2 separate regions of the Zea mays genome follow, and region 2 is linked to region 1. The links are chromatin contacts, called in public Hi-C maps. All regions are on one chromosome and are shown on one strand. The core of a region is the stretch at or near the end of the contact, and the rest is flanking DNA. Distances in the headings are between cores, read along the strand shown.

Evidence for each region. Hi-C and Micro-C count contacts between places; a contact is called where the count stands out from the background.
Region 2: a Hi-C map of leaf shows a contact between it and region 1, with 4 times the contacts expected there. The contact joins the promoter of LOC103631917 here to the promoter of LOC100275455 in region 1. A contact is called at or near these places in 3 of 25 Hi-C or Micro-C datasets (ear, leaf and tassel).

What each region holds. Positions count from the first base shown.
Region 1 is chr7:3,089,565-3,097,213 of Zm-B73-REFERENCE-NAM-5.0, forward strand. It overlaps LOC100275455, which reads right to left and starts at 3,046. Exons shown (of 1, transcript NM_001149522.2): 1 at 2,205-3,046. The coding sequence starts at 2,935. The coding sequence ends at 2,525. It overlaps LOC100382771 (transducin family protein / WD-40 repeat family protein), which reads right to left and starts at 1,499. Exons shown (of 22, transcript NM_001175480.1): 1 at 1,378-1,499; 2 at 267-601. The coding sequence starts at 1,425.
Region 2 is chr7:3,250,649-3,258,297 of Zm-B73-REFERENCE-NAM-5.0, forward strand. LOC103631917 (DAZ-associated protein 1) reads left to right here and starts at 4,539. Exons shown (of 3, transcript XM_008653765.4): 1 at 4,539-4,953; 2 at 5,297-6,176. The coding sequence starts at 4,696. The coding sequence ends at 6,163.

The sequences.
Region 1 (7,649 bases), core at 1,796-4,295:
AAACTGGATGTCTATTAAGGCATCCCATTAGAAAAAGCACTTCAAACACGGAGTAATCAGTAAAGGTGCTTGGATAATGAAGCAACACAGAATACTGCTTTTCTATATTTTGTATATGTTGTACACATCTTCAAGCATAGCACTTTTTTAAATTAACAGAACACACGCAGAGGATGAACTTAAAATAAGCAAGCAAGCCAAGGAAAGATGCCACAAGAACATGTAGCATTAGGAATTTAGGATCACACTTGTCTATGAGAGTTTACCAATCCATGGATGAAGAGATGATGTCACCGTTAGTGTCCACAGCGAGTCCAGTGACTTGCGAACTGTGCCCCTTCATTGTCTCGGCAACTTCTCCTTTTTGCAGATCCCAGAGGAAAACAAATGTGTCCATTCCACCAGAGACGATTCCACCTTCAGGAAAACGGTCTGAAGGAGGTATCCAAGCCAATGGGCCGACAAAACTCGAATGTCCTGCGAGTGTCTTGGAGAGAACATATTCGCTCTCCTTTTCTGGGTTCCGGGTCCAGAACTTCACAGTACGGTCCCTCGATGATGTCGCGATCCCAGCATCGCCGCATACACAGATGCCACGAACCTGAAGAAGAATGAACATGATAAGGCATCCATGAAACAAGTGTCTACACAATATACGATGATGAGAAGACGTAGGGCCTGTTTGGTTCGCTGCCTAACTTGTCACACTTTGTCTAACTTTTTTGCCTAAGGTTAGTTCTTCGATTCGAACGACTAACCTTAGACAAAATGTGGTGTAGTTAGCCACAAAACAAACAAGCCCGTAGTTTTGACAACAACAAGGATGATCACAAAGAAACGATTGAACTGTGATATGAATTGTTGAATGACCTAATCTGGTGATTCAAGGATGGACCCTAAATCAGCAGCACGACAAGAACATGGTGGAATTGCACTTTAAGCAGAACAACGGAAGTCTATGTTCTCTGTTCTGCAGAGAAACTAATTTAACTGGCATTCACTGAGTCACCAATCTACTTAGCAAAAACAGCCCAAAATACAGTGATCTCACCACCGACAAACCCCCTGAGGTTACTCCTGCACTAAGCCCACTGAATCCACTGCCACAGAGTGAACTCACAGTATGCATCGGAAGGTAAATTGCATCGCTCCAATGCACCCACAACTCCAGGGAACGCAACAAGATCAAAAGCCCCAGCGATCCCGCCGCGGGCGGAAACCGGCCCCCATACAGGACCGAGGGCTGGGGCCGACGAGCGGGGCGCCGGGCGGATCGAGACCGAGGGTATCGCCACAAACTTGGAGCGGAAGTAAACGGAGACGGGGCAGCAGTGGCGAGAATCTAGCGGTGAGGGGAGAGGGGGGGCGGCAGCTTACGTCGTCGGTGTGGCCGTGCAGCTGAAGTCCGAGGCGGTACTCGGCCATGTCGCCGCTGTACGGGGCGCGGCGGAGCGGGCGAGGGCGACGGAAGTGGTGGGGGACCCGATTGGTGGTGTTGGTGCAGGGGGGAGTGGGAGACGAGTAGACGGCGAGGTGTTGGGAGTAGGGAGTTGGGAGGACTTGGGCACGTGCGGAGCGGCTGTTTCGTTCACTTTTGTGGGCCGGGTCCTGTTCCTCCGTTTACACAATCTGGGCCGTGGAAAGCGAGCACGAACGGCCTGGCTGGCACCACGTCTCCATGATACCGTTGGCAGAAAGATGTTGGGTGAATGGGCCAAATGCCAAGGCCTAGATAGAGGCGATCGGATATGGCCCGAAGAGAGTTGGGCTCTTATAATAAGCGGGGGCTTGATGATAGCTTTGGAGCACCAAAGTCAGCCATGAACGGCGAAAATGAGCAGTTCGGCTCCGGCACGTGTCACTCCTTTTGTTTCCGTTTTAGCGCATATCATGCTGCAAGCCTGCGACTGCAACTCGTAGTATAGTATCCACTATCCACCGGCGGCGACGTACGGTTAGCAAGCGATAATCCGATCGGCGACCGGAGTTCAGAGCAGAGCAGAGCAGAGCAGTGCGGAGCAGTTGCTGGCGGAAAAGCATGGCACGGCGATGGATTGGCCGGAGATGCTTATTGACGGAGAGCAGTCAGTATCCCAAACGTAATAGTCTCAGTCATTGTGATACGTGGAACATACGTACTAGTGCAAGTCTGTGAACTTTAGAAATGTTATATATCTAAAATTGTAATCTTTTAATAGTACATATCTAAATTTCTCTTTATTCATCTCCTCTCCTCTGCTATTATTGATCAGTCTGGCACTGGCACTGGCAGACACCAAATTTACAGACACACATGCATAAATGATCTCATCAGTCATCACGTACGTGATCACGACCGATCACAACTCGCAACAAACCAACAGCTAAACCAAACCAAACCACCTCGATACTATTAGTAGTAGCGATAATTCGTATCAGTGGACGAGCAGGAAGAAGCAGTGCACCGCATGCCAGTAGAGGAAGGAGTACACGAGCTTTAGCTATAGCTACGGCCACGCCCTCCTCTAATACATCCCAGATTCACTCAGCAGGTGGCGGCGCAGCGCTCGGTGCAGTCGAAGCTGCAGCCTCCGCCGCCTCCGCCGCCGCCCCCGTTCTTGCCGCCGTAGCTGAAGGTCCGGAAGCAGCGCGGCGGGCAGGTGAGGCGCTTCCCGCGGCAGGGCCCGTCCTGCGGGCACACCGTGGAGGGCGGCACCACAGCGCCGCGCCGGTACCCGAGACCGCCCTCGCCCCAGCCGCCGAAGAACCCGCCGCCGCCTGGCACCCCGCCGCCGCTGAACCGCGGCATCCCGGCGAAGAAGGCGCCCGGGTCGCCGCCGCCGCCGCCCGGGTTGCGGTTCTCGTTGTTGTTGTTGTTGCGGGCGGCCGCGTGTAGAGCGGCGAGCAGGGTGAGGAGCAGCACCGCGGCGGCCGCCCTGCCGGGCTTGGTGGCCATGGGAAAGAGAGGGAAAGGCTGCTGCTTGGGGACGACAAGTTTGGGAGGAATCGAATCCAACCGGGCGGGCGGGGCGCGTTGGATGCGTTGCGTCCTGTGTTGTGAGGAGGGATCGATTACGGCGCGGCGCGGCAGCTACTTATCATGCTGGACAGCCTGCGCGCGGCGCGACGGGAGACGACAGAGGCGGGCGGGGGCAACGCAAGTGGAAGTGGTGGATTCGGAGAAGACTTTGTGGGGAAAGTGGATAACTAACTGGAAGGGGGTGGGGCGGTGCTAGTGCAAATCCTGCTTCCTGCAGCTCAGCAGCTGCTCCGGAGTCGAACGCGTTGGTCATCTCGATCGGCTTCAGTCACCATCACCCCCATCAGAGTGCGGTCTAGGTGTAGCACAAATTAACGGTTGACAGCTGACAGGGCACGTGTCCCGGAACGGAGCCACGGGCTGCTACGCCTTTGTTTGCCCTGCAAATTGCAAGCTTGACTATTAGCTGCAGCTGGGTTAATTAGCCAGGACGACCTATCCAGCTTCACCATGACCGTGCATACTGTATTACTGTACTCCAGTACTCCTCTCAACGTCTCGGAGTTCGCGGCGCTGCACGGCGCTCGTCTTTAATGGCGAACTGTGGGCGGGGGCCATCGTCGTCGGCGAGTGTGCCGCGGGCGCGGGGCGCCCGCGAGTACTATTTGTTGTACGGTGGGCTCCGGCCGGGGCCGCCGACCTTGGCAGTCTGCAGCCTCTCGGGAGTCCAAAACAAGACCCTGCACCGTGCAGTGCCCATGCCGCCCTGCCTCTGCCCGCGTGCCGGCCTGTTTCGCCGGCGCAGCGCACCCACCCCTTCGTCGTCCCCGGCGCCGGCGGGCGCGCACGCTCCCCCCTGGTGCGTGTGCGGTGTGGTTGCCTGGTTGGCATTACCTCACCCGTCAGACAGTGCTTCACCTCTGGGTTTTTTTTATTTTCATGCACGGCGGGAGGTTTCAAGGCGATTGACTTGTAGCATTATAACGATAATGCTAAATTAAATTCATATAAATCAATATATCGCAACATGTAAATATGAAGATAAATTGTTAGGCACAAGTACATGTTCTAACTCGTCTGTGTGAAGTATATGAAATAAGTGACAAACGCAAGACATGAAGTATGTAGAATAATGCATGAAAAACGTACGAAAAGTGCATACGAAAAATATGGCAACTCACCTCATTGCCTCTCACTCACCTTATCAATCTCATTCTATGTCTTGCATACTTTTAGACTATCTTCACTCATTCACTATTTCAAAAGTTACCTTACAAACAGTGCAATCTACGGTAAAAAATAGTACTTTGCACGGCCGTTTATTGGCCTGCTAGCGATGACCTTACCCTCTCCCCGAGTCCCCCCATTAATGGCATAAAAGCGTAAAAAAAACTAAGGGCCTATAGGTATGAATAAAACATACGTGCCAACAGCTAAAATACGAGTAAATTCGATCTGCTTCACATATCATGTATCATTTGAATCTGCGTTATCCATTCACCACAGGAAAACTAGGAAAATAGGTCAGCCTGGTTAAAAACGTCTCGGTCTAAAGCTGAGTAGAAGGCATACAGATACAGACTAGGCCAACTTACCGAGTCGCAACAGTGGTGCACCTCCAAGTATTACTCGCCAATTGAACCTTTAGATAGGTATAAATGTAATCTTATATAAAGATATACCTCAGCTCGATCATATGCACAGATGAACAATGCCACCGTTTCAAGGGTATTATGTATTAATATGTCGAAGCTCTTGTATTAAGCATATGTATTTAACACCCAAACATTTATGTATTCCTCGTCAATGATGTATATATGAGTAGAAACAATGACATTCGGAGTTATAATTAATAGAATCACATTGCATTGCTGAATACCAATATTATTTCACACTCTTGCAAAAAAATAGCCAAAACCTTATTCCATTTGCCTATCTTCTTCTCTCACGAATGGTTTTTGAACTAATGGTGTTACCATGTTGTTGTTCTTTTTCCAGAAATTCGATATATACCTAATATATATTGTCTTGTTATGATGTTGTTGTTGTTTTGAGAATTTCGACACGTACCTAACATATATATACCCTTGCTGTTTTTCAGATCTTGCATGGATGGTCATGCATAGAGTGACCAAGGATTCTTAAACTATGGTGTTACCGTGTTGCTGTTCTTTCCAGAATTTCGACAGGTACCTAACAAATATATACTCTTGCTGCTTTTCAGATTTCGCATGGATGATGATTATGCATACTTGCATCATCTACCCATATAGTTATATAATTTCTGCTTGATTTTTCCATACATATTTTGATAGTGTGTTTTTTTTCCCTGGAAGTGGGTGTGTGGGAGCAGGCGCGGCCAACGTTCCACCGGAAAGCCGTCGTTTGCCGGTCCAAAATCCTGCCGAGACGGGTCTCCCATGGGCCTCCGCGATCCAAGTTCTGATCGGCCCGTTCTCCACGCCGGGAACCAAAAAAGCAATTCTGTCCTGCTCCGCACGCCACGCGGCCCATGTCGGCCACGCATCGCCGCCGCTACCTTCTCCGGGCACCAGGCGGGCGCCGCCGCGGGGTTGCAACTTGCAAGCTTGTTCTGGATTTGACAGGCAGGCAGGCGCGACATTTGAGGCGGTTCAGTCGTTCCTGGAGTTTGTTGCTGTGGAAACCGCACGCTGGTGCAAGAGCTGAAGGTGATGCCAGAATTGGGGCCGCTGGATTGCGTGCTTTTGAGGCATATATGAGTGGTAGGTCCATCACATGGCTCTTGGTTGTTCCTTCCGTCTTGAGACTCTGGGTATCTTCTCCGATTGATGGTTGTACAGTTTACATCCCCGCCATATTTGCTTGTATGATTATGTGCCACTAACAGAGCGCGCTGCACACTGAAGCTGTAAATTCAAAATCTGTTCATCTAAAACCCTAAATCTTAAGGCCTTGTTCGTTTGTGTCGGATTTCACTTGAAATCGTTTCAGCTAATCAAAGTTTATATAAATTACAGAAGCAATCCGGTTCGAAATCATTCCGACCCACCGATCCGGCAGAAACGAACAAGGTCTAAGATCTCGTTCGTTCCAGTTGGTTTGGCTTATTCTAGGTCCGGTTCCGGTGGAAAAAATAAGCCGGTTTGAAATTCAGTCGTCTCTTCATGAACCGTTCGTTTTGACCCGAATAAAAAACAAAAGCGATCCGGTTTGGATTTCCTCTTCCACTACTGTCCAGTACAAATTCCGGTCTTCTACCCTAAGTATTGAATCTGTCCGGAATGAGTCAAAGGACTGGCTCCACTGAATCCTGGCTTGTAAATGTTCCAGGCCTGGATCCGGTCCTGAGCTGCCGAACGGCCACCGGTTTGTTTTGTCTCTCACAACGTGCTCGCTGGCGCAGTTTGTTGAGTACTGTTTGACAATCTAGTGCTCTGCATTCAGAGAAGTCTCTTCTGGTGAGTTCTTTCTGGAGGGTTTCCGTGCGACGAGACGATTCGGTCGTCCGGACTCTGGAGTGGAGAGCAGCAGCGATTCGATTCGGTCGGCAGACCTGCGATATATGTGGTTCGAGATTGTTCCAAGGGGAGTGTTAGCTACTGCTAGTGAATGGAGAAGAGGAGAGATCTAGGGAAGAATGAGAGGAAGACGAAGGTAGCAGTGACAGGAGAACGAAGGCAACAGGAAGCAGTTCTATTCAATATTCAGTAAATCTCCTTGCCCAAAGCAGACGACCACTACTTAAACGCTTACAAGCAGTCCATGAGACAGGGACACTGCCCCACGATACAGACGCACACACGCCAGACAGTGACAAATCACGCCCACTCCAGGCCCACGAGTCGGACAATAGCATGGTGCTTCCTTCCTCTAGGCTCGCGACGCTGGGCAATTCCTATGTAATATTTCCTTCATCTCATGAGTACTAACAGGGAGGCACTGATCTTCCACAGCTGAGAGAAGTAGACCAGCCCAGGCATGTTCAGAGCTTCCAGAAAAACCACCCGACGACAAAGCAGCAGCTGCATCGCCATGCATGTTTTTAAGTAAGTAAGTCAAGACCAGGCCTTCTCCCACCAGATGTGTACGCGTGATGGTTCAAGAAGCAGTGACGACGATTCGGTCGTCTGGACTCTAGACTCTGGAGAGCAGCAGCGATTCGATTCGGTCGGCAGACCTGCGATACATGTTTCCAGATTGTTCCAAGGGGAGGCACTGATCTTCCACAGCTGAGAGAAGTAGCCCAGCCCAGGCATGTTCAGAGCTTCCAGAAAAACCACCCGACGACAAAGCAGCAGCTGCATCGCCACATGCATGTTTTAAAGAAAGTACGTCAATACTGTTACAAAAGTTTCACATGTGATCAATCCCAACTGGTGGCAGTTATTGCCTAAGGGTCGCACCCCTTGGGGACCCTGTGTACTACACTATATATACATCTATCTCTGCAATAAAGAAACGATCCTCTGTCATTTGTCTCTGTTGTTTTCCATTTGCCACTGAGCACTGCAATAGATCACAATACGTTATCAGCACTGTCTCAAGGGAGAAATCAGAGAAGGAAAAGAGGAAGAACACGCTGTTCTTCACAAGAACAGCAAGATCGATCTGCACATCAACAGCAAGGTATGGAACATACCGTTTCCATGCGCATACGCCGTATGCGCGAAGTTCTTCATATTGTTGATGATGCAATGTTGGAAGCGTT
Region 2 (7,649 bases), core at 3,289-5,788, 160 kb after region 1:
GTGTTGATTGCATCTATGACTTGGTTTGAGCTTCATTACATGTTGGTGCATGCTTGATGTCAGGTTGTGTAGTTTCCTTAGACAATTAGTCCAAGGTAGAAGTTCATGTGTTAATTAAGACCAACAATGGACCCATGTTTTGGAATGGTGGTGCTATATGGGGTACCTTGGATGTTTTGTTTGGAGTGGACGAATTCTAGGATGAATTCTTTTTAAGGGGGGTAGAGTGTAATATCCCAAAAAAAATGTTGCCAAAGGTTGATCTTCGGTGCGTGGATGTGGGAAAAGGGTTGTGGGCCGTGGGATGCTAAATCGGTGTCATCTGTGGTGTCGCTTCTTTTCTCCCGCAAAGAAAACCCTAGTGGTGGCCTTTTCCCCCTTTTGCCCCTACCTGACCGCCACCCCTTCCCCCCCTCCCACACTTGGCCACCCCTCCCTCCTTTCCCCTTGGGCTGGCTGTCCTCTCCTCCCATGGCAGCCCCTCTCCACGACTTCCTCCCTCTAGATCTCCCCCCACGCAGCAAGGATCGAGAAGAGGAGGAGCACGTTGAATTGAAGGGGAAGAGAGGATCAAGGAGATGTTCTTCCCCATCTCTTCTTGCATAATTTCTTGGGGAAACCCTAGGTATGGATGAGATCCTTGTTCCTCCCTGTAATTATGTGCTTTTGGAGGTTGTGGATCATGGGAATTAAAGGATTAGAGGTTGGATTAGATGTGGGGTTAGGTTTTGATCTCGAATTTAGTTTTCTGCAGATTGGCAGATTCGACAGTTTCTGTTCATGCCAGTTTACTGCGGTCTTAGTGGCCTCAAAAATAAAATGTCTATATATGAGTCGTAGATAATTTGCAGATCTTTCCGTGGCCGCAAAGAACACCTCAATCGGACATCAGATCAGAGAGTTATTGCAGTTTGATTATACCAGTTTTTCAGTCTCTTAATTCTGTGCAGAATCTGTTCTCTTAAGATTTAGGCAATTTTATCAACAGAATTAAACCTTAGGTTTGTAAGAGAAGATGTAGATAATTTTATAAGCTTTCCAGATTGTTAAAGAGTGCATTCATATGAATTATGAAACTCCAGTTATGTTTGTTTTACTGTGGCTGTTTCTGTTGGCCTGACAGAAATGAGCGGGTCTGTTCACTGGTAGGTTTCATCAGGTAAATGGCCGAATTGGCTCTCCCAGCTATGGAGACTTTTGTAGAGGGATAAAATTTCTTACTTCCAACAGAATTTCATGATTTTTGGTTGAGTAGTTTGTGAGATATCGAATTTTTAAAGTTAACTATGCTGCTGTCTAAAACATATTCAGTCAGTTATTTTGTCAGATGTTTTAGAACTTATAGATGGCAGAATTTAATTATCCATCGAATGCCGAAGTTGTAGAGTATTTTGTGCAGATACTCCTAGAGTATTTGTTTGATATCACCACTGTTATAATTTTAAAGATACAAAATTAACAAACAGCATTGCTGCTGTATGGCATGTGGTTCAGAGTGGGAGGTTTTCCACCAGGTCTTTGTTTCAGGTGTAGGAGCGATTTGTTGATTGTTGGCAAATGTTTGTGAAATATTTGTACTAAGTTTTATGCCTGCTAGCAGGTGGCTACACTCCAGATCATGCCTAGTACATTTTTCTTCTTCGATGAAGGCAAGTGAATGTATCGGTGGTTGCTACCGTTTTGACTTGTTATTTTGATCGCCTACACTCTAAGATTCAGAATTATTGAATTCTTTCATAATTGAACTCTATGTTGATGTTGTACTTGATTGTATTATATTGATGCTCAATCATATATTGAAGATGATTATGGTTCGAGTATGACCCATGAGATTAATTCACGTATCTGAAGGAAGATGAAGTATTATTTGAGGTTTGTATAGTATCTGAAGGAAGGTAAAGTATTATTTGAGGTTTGTATTGTATCTGAAGGAAGATGAAGTATTGTTTGAGGTTTGTATTGTATGTGAAGGAAGTGAAATATATTGATAAATACAGCATGCCATATGCATTGCAAGATTCATTTGCATCTGAAGTTTTGTCGTGACTTATGGTCCGACTGTACCGGTACAACTTAGCATCGTACGTTGCCCGAGGAGGGGTACGATGCGGCTTCATACCCTTAGAGGTATGAAGGCAGAGGACATATGCATTGCATTCATATGCATTCATTGAAGTGATATTTGCAGATGATGTGGTTTTATACCCTCAGAGGTGTGAAGACAGAGTACCTACACTTTGCACTCCTATGCATACATTGAAGTGATATTTGTAGGTTTTGTTGACACAGAGAAGTGTTATAGAACCTATTGTGGTTGTTCGAGAAAATCAGATGGTATTGGTTATATTGGGACTACTGAGTTCTATATCTACAAGTATTTCTGATCTTGATTGTGATTCTTTTAAAATGTTGATTAATTCAATTTATGGTTTAACTATCTCGTCAAAACAATTCGCTTGCTGAGATGTTTCATCTCACTCTTGCATTACTCAATGTAGGTGTTTGTTGCTCATCCAGGGAAGTGGGAAGTAGCAGCACATCCACCTTCACTCTCATAATAACGCTGCTTAGGCGCAATCATGATTTAATTAGAAGCTTCTTGTCAAAGGATGTTTGTTTCTAACTAGTTGTGCACACTAGTTAATTTAGTTCATGCCGTTATGGTTGTTTACCCATTGCTAGCAGATTATTAATGTCAATTACGTTTTCTTATCATGATATCTATTCATACTTTGTTGCTTCCCCGTTTATGCAATTTTCAAAGGAGATGCTGTCGAAATTTTATATACGAATGTTAGAAGTGTAGTTTAGTAGCATTCTGGGGTGTTTGTGGATCCCGGGGTGTTACATGATGTTTTTGGTTAGGACGGCGTCGTTGATTGCGACTCGATGGTACGTGTGGAAGCACATCAATATTGTTCAAGGATTATACAGGTTTGATCCACTTTGAATTGCGTAACACCCTACTTCTTGTTGTGGGTTGTGGCTATGTATTGGTTTTTGGGTATTAGGATTACCAGTGAGCTTTGCGATTCTCGATTGCTGTTGATGAGGATGGGGTGAGATGATGTTGTAGGGGTCTCCCCTCGGCCTTATATACGCGACCAGAGAGTTATCCCTTTACAAGTTGCAATCACTATCTACTTCACTTATCTCCGTCTTTGTCGTAGCTTGCAATACTATACATCCGGAGTCTTGATCACCTTCTTGTCCGAGTTATCGCCGAATGCTTGGCTCCTCAGGTGCTTACAACTACACCACCCGAGATATCAGTGCTTCAGTAGCGCCTAAATCGGACGTCGGTCTTTGTCTTTCTGGATCAAGCTCGCCTAACTCGGTTATAACCCGCTGGCCCATCCCGTTGGATGACCTAATGGGCGACCCGTGATACGTTTTAATGTTCATGAGGACATGTGAGATATCTACCCCACAGGGAAAGCTTCATTTCAAGAATTGTAAATTCGGTTTTCCAGCTTCACCATGAAACACCTTTAATAGTTTGGTAAGGCAATGTTCAAAAGTCTTTGGCTTACACATAGAGTCCAACTTCTGTAATATAATTAATTTGTGCAAGTTTCCTTAATTAACCTTGATAATTAGCGGGTGGTGAAAGAGGCTTGAATTGATAAGTCATGTACGCAATGGCATGGTGGGTAGTTTTTGTGCAACTTGAAATATGCAAATAGTGTTTTCAAAGCACACTTTGAGGATCTTCAAAACTTTCATGAAACTGGTTTCTAGTTTCAGTTTTTTTAAGCTATAGCTCGTGGAGTTGGACCTGTTTGCATAGAAGAAGCTAAAATAAACCTAAATTTTTTAAAGTAAAGCTCTCCCAAATAAGGTCTTAATATAGAAAAATGACTCTAGCTCTAGGATAAGCCGTTTCTGCCAAACGATTTGCGAAATGACTTCAACTTAAAAAAGCCGTTTTTAGAAAAACCAGGGCTAAATCTATTTTTAGATAAACGAGAGCCATACCAAATGACCTCTTATTTTCCTAAAGAAGCTAGAGCCAGTACTCGAGTTGTCAATGCAATAGCCCACCAAAAAGAGGCATAAGAATAAAATTTTACGTACTTTTTTTGCATGATTTTCTCCCAACAAAGAAAATATAAAATTTTGCATTATTTGCTCCCAACAAAGAAAATTATAAAAAAAATCGTTCGAATGTGCGTATCCAATTTTTAAATCTATTATTTAAAACTATATATGATAAATTTAAGATTTAGCTTTTATGAATCTTAGTAAACTTGATACTAAAACAAGAACATAGATATTTATAACAGATTTTATATTCTATTTATTTATCTGTAATCGAAAAACCGTGAAAATTTAACAACCCAGTCAATTGAGATCTCTAGTCAAAACGGAGGAAGCACGTTACCGGTCCACGTCCACCGCATCCGAGGCTGATCCCGCCGCGGTCAACACGGAACCCGCCGTGGTCAACTAACTGACGCGTCCGGACTCCGGAGTCCAAGTCCACCTCCACCTAAACGGCCTAATAATCCTCAGATCCGACGGCCCGCGCTCGATCCCCGCCGTCCATCTTGTGCTAAACCCTGTCGCCAACGAATTAAATTGAACTCGGCACGCGCACACGTCCGCGGCCGCCCGCACGCCGCCAGCAACCCCCCTCCCGCTCCCCGCAAAACCCTAGCGCTCTCTACCTCTGTCTCTCTCTGTTCGTCGGCGATGGCGGCAGCGGGGGGCGAGGAGGAGGCCGGCGAGAGCCGGAAGCTTTTCGTGGGCGGGATCCCGGCCGGGGCGCAGGAGCCCGAGCTGCGGGCCCACTTTTCGCGCTTTGGGGAGGTGCGCTCCGTCATCGTGATGCGCGACCGAGAGACGGGCCACGGCCGGGGGTTCGGCTTCGTCGAGTTTGAGGAAGAGGCTGCCGCTGGCACCGCGCTCGGCGACGGGGAGAAGCTCAAGCACTTCCTCTGCGGCCGCATGGTGAGTCTCCGGTCGTTTCGGATCTGAGCTTCTTATGGCTTGTAACTGACTCATGCGTACAAGGTTCGCTTGCGCGTGGTCGTTGTTGTTCCGCGTGGATTTACTAGCATATGATTACGACGTTGGTTGTCACACGAGCTCCCACACTAATGAATCTTAAATTCTATATTAGGTTGCTTTGGAGAAAAATGTAGATATCACTATCTTGTTGACATGTATCGCGTCTTGTAACCTCACCATTGCATCTAAATTGCCTTTTTTTTGCTGTTAGCTTTCACTTAGACAGTTAGATGGCATGTGACGTCAATTGTTTTCTGATCGTTGGCCTTTCCTCCGTTTATAGGTGGACGTTAAGAGGGCCAGGACAAGAGCTCCACGAAACCAGGGCGAGCAGCACTCGCAGCCTCAGCAGGCTGAGCAAGGCCGGGGTCAGGGGAACCAAGACAATCAGTCGCCCGCTGGTAATGGTACCGCTGACTGTGGCAACAGTGTGAGCTATGATTCAAAAAAGGTATTCATTGGCGGTTTGCGGGATAATATCACCGAGAAGGAGTTCCGGGCTTACTTTGAGACGTTTGGCACGGTAACGGACGTCGTGGTGATTTATGACAGCGCGACGAGCCGGTCGAGGGGGTTCGGTTTCGTCACCTTTGATTCGGAGGAAGCAGTGGGGAAGGTGATGCGGCAGAGCTTTCACGACCTGAACGGGACCAAGGTAGAGGCCAAGATTGCTATCCCCAAGGATGAGCAGTATTACCGTAACAGAGGAGGCCATGGTGCTCGTCCCTTTGGCGGGAGGGATCCTGCCGCTCCTGGCTATGGAGGGTTCATGTACCAAACATACAATGCTAGATCTGGCCCCTACAATGGCTACATGCCCCAACCTGCTCCCACACATCCCTACTTTCCTGCCCCCTATTTTGCTGCGGGGGGCTATCCCTATGGGAGTGGATACCCAGGTCAAGGCGTCATGCCAAACATTCCTGGCATGGGGCCTAGGCGGGGTCCTCCGGCCTATGGAACATACCCTCAAATGTATCCGGTGTATAACATTATACATAGAGCTGGTTATGGTGGTCCAGCCACTTCTTTTCAGCATGAAATTAATGGTGGAGGTGATTACAAAAAGGATCAAACGAATGTAGATATGCAGCAAGTTGACAACACTGCTAGCGTTGCGACAAAGTTGGAAAATATGAAGCTAGGTTGACAATGACTTTCAGGTGCGTGTATTCTGATACCCTGCTGGTTAAAATTCATACTTTTTTTACTGGCAGGAATTACTGCAATGCACCCATTTTTTAACTATGGCTGTTATGTGTTCCTTGAAATTGATACAGCATGTAAGTCTTTTCGTGAAACTAGCGTTAGTCTGCCCATTTTCCAATAGCATTATCATCGTCTGGATTAGCATGCTTGCATTAGTAATATGAAACTGGAACGTTTATCCTGATTCTGTTATCTTCAGCTACGATTTTAAGAATCCAAGTTCTTCAAATTTAGTATTGCCATGGTGAATTTTAGTGATGCATCTGGACACCCTAAATGGTTATTATATTACTTCACTTCGTGCTATTTATTTAATTAGCTATGACAACAAACTTTGGCATCAACAGTGTAGTGTTTACTTTCAGTATTTGAGATATTGGTTGGCAGTTCATACACCAGTTAATTAGCCTTATCAATTGCTAAAATGGTAATTCCTTCGCTGTTTGGACAATGCAATAGAGATGGAAAGATGGATGACTGAGGGCAGATTCATGCTGTCCTGACACAGATGCTTTTGTCCAGTTTATATATCATACCTTTTTTGTTATACGAGTTTTGTACATCCTTCTTTACCACATGAAATGAAAGTAAAATGGAATGGTTTGTTTCCCATAGATATCCATGCATCCTAGTTCTAGTCATCCAAATTTGATTAGATTAAAGTAGTAATGCTTTATTCTTAGTGCAGAGGGAACAGTAGTTCGACAAGAAAGCCAGTTCTGACTATAACTGAACCAAATTAGCTGATTTTTTGAATATATTGGATGGATGCAGAGCATGTGCCTGATGGAGTAAAGTTATTAATAGGCAATTATGTGGTAATTTGATTTGCAAATCTGTATCCTGTTGCAAGGCGACTGAATTAAAGTTTGAGCTAGGACCTTGTTTCTGTTTGGGGTCTGAGTTTTGCTTGCACATAGTTAAGCTCGAGGTAGGTCCATATGAGGCAAAATTGCTGATGCATAGTAGTGCTTCCTCCATATTTGAATGTAAAGAATATTTTGTTTTGTTAGAACAGCCTTTGACCAACTATTGTTCTCTGAATATGCCCTTTTATGGTAAAAACTTTCAATCGGCAAGTAGTTTTGAATACAAAACTAAGAACAGCAGTTTTGTGTCCCTAAAGTTATATGCTGGTAGAGTAATTGTTGGGTCAAGGATTCTAATGTTGACAGGGGGGGGGGGGGAGTACATACATAATTATGCCATGTTAGAAGCACAGACATGCCACACTAGTTCTATTGTTGCGAGCGACATATGAACAAGAGATTTAGGGCATGTTTGGTTTGCTGCCTAACTTGCCACACTTTGCCTAACTTTTCTGCCTAAGGTTAGTTCTTCAATTCGGACGACTAACCTTAGGCAAAGTGTGGCACAGTTAGCCACGAACCAAACAGACCCTTAGTTCCGTGCAATCCATCTGGTTA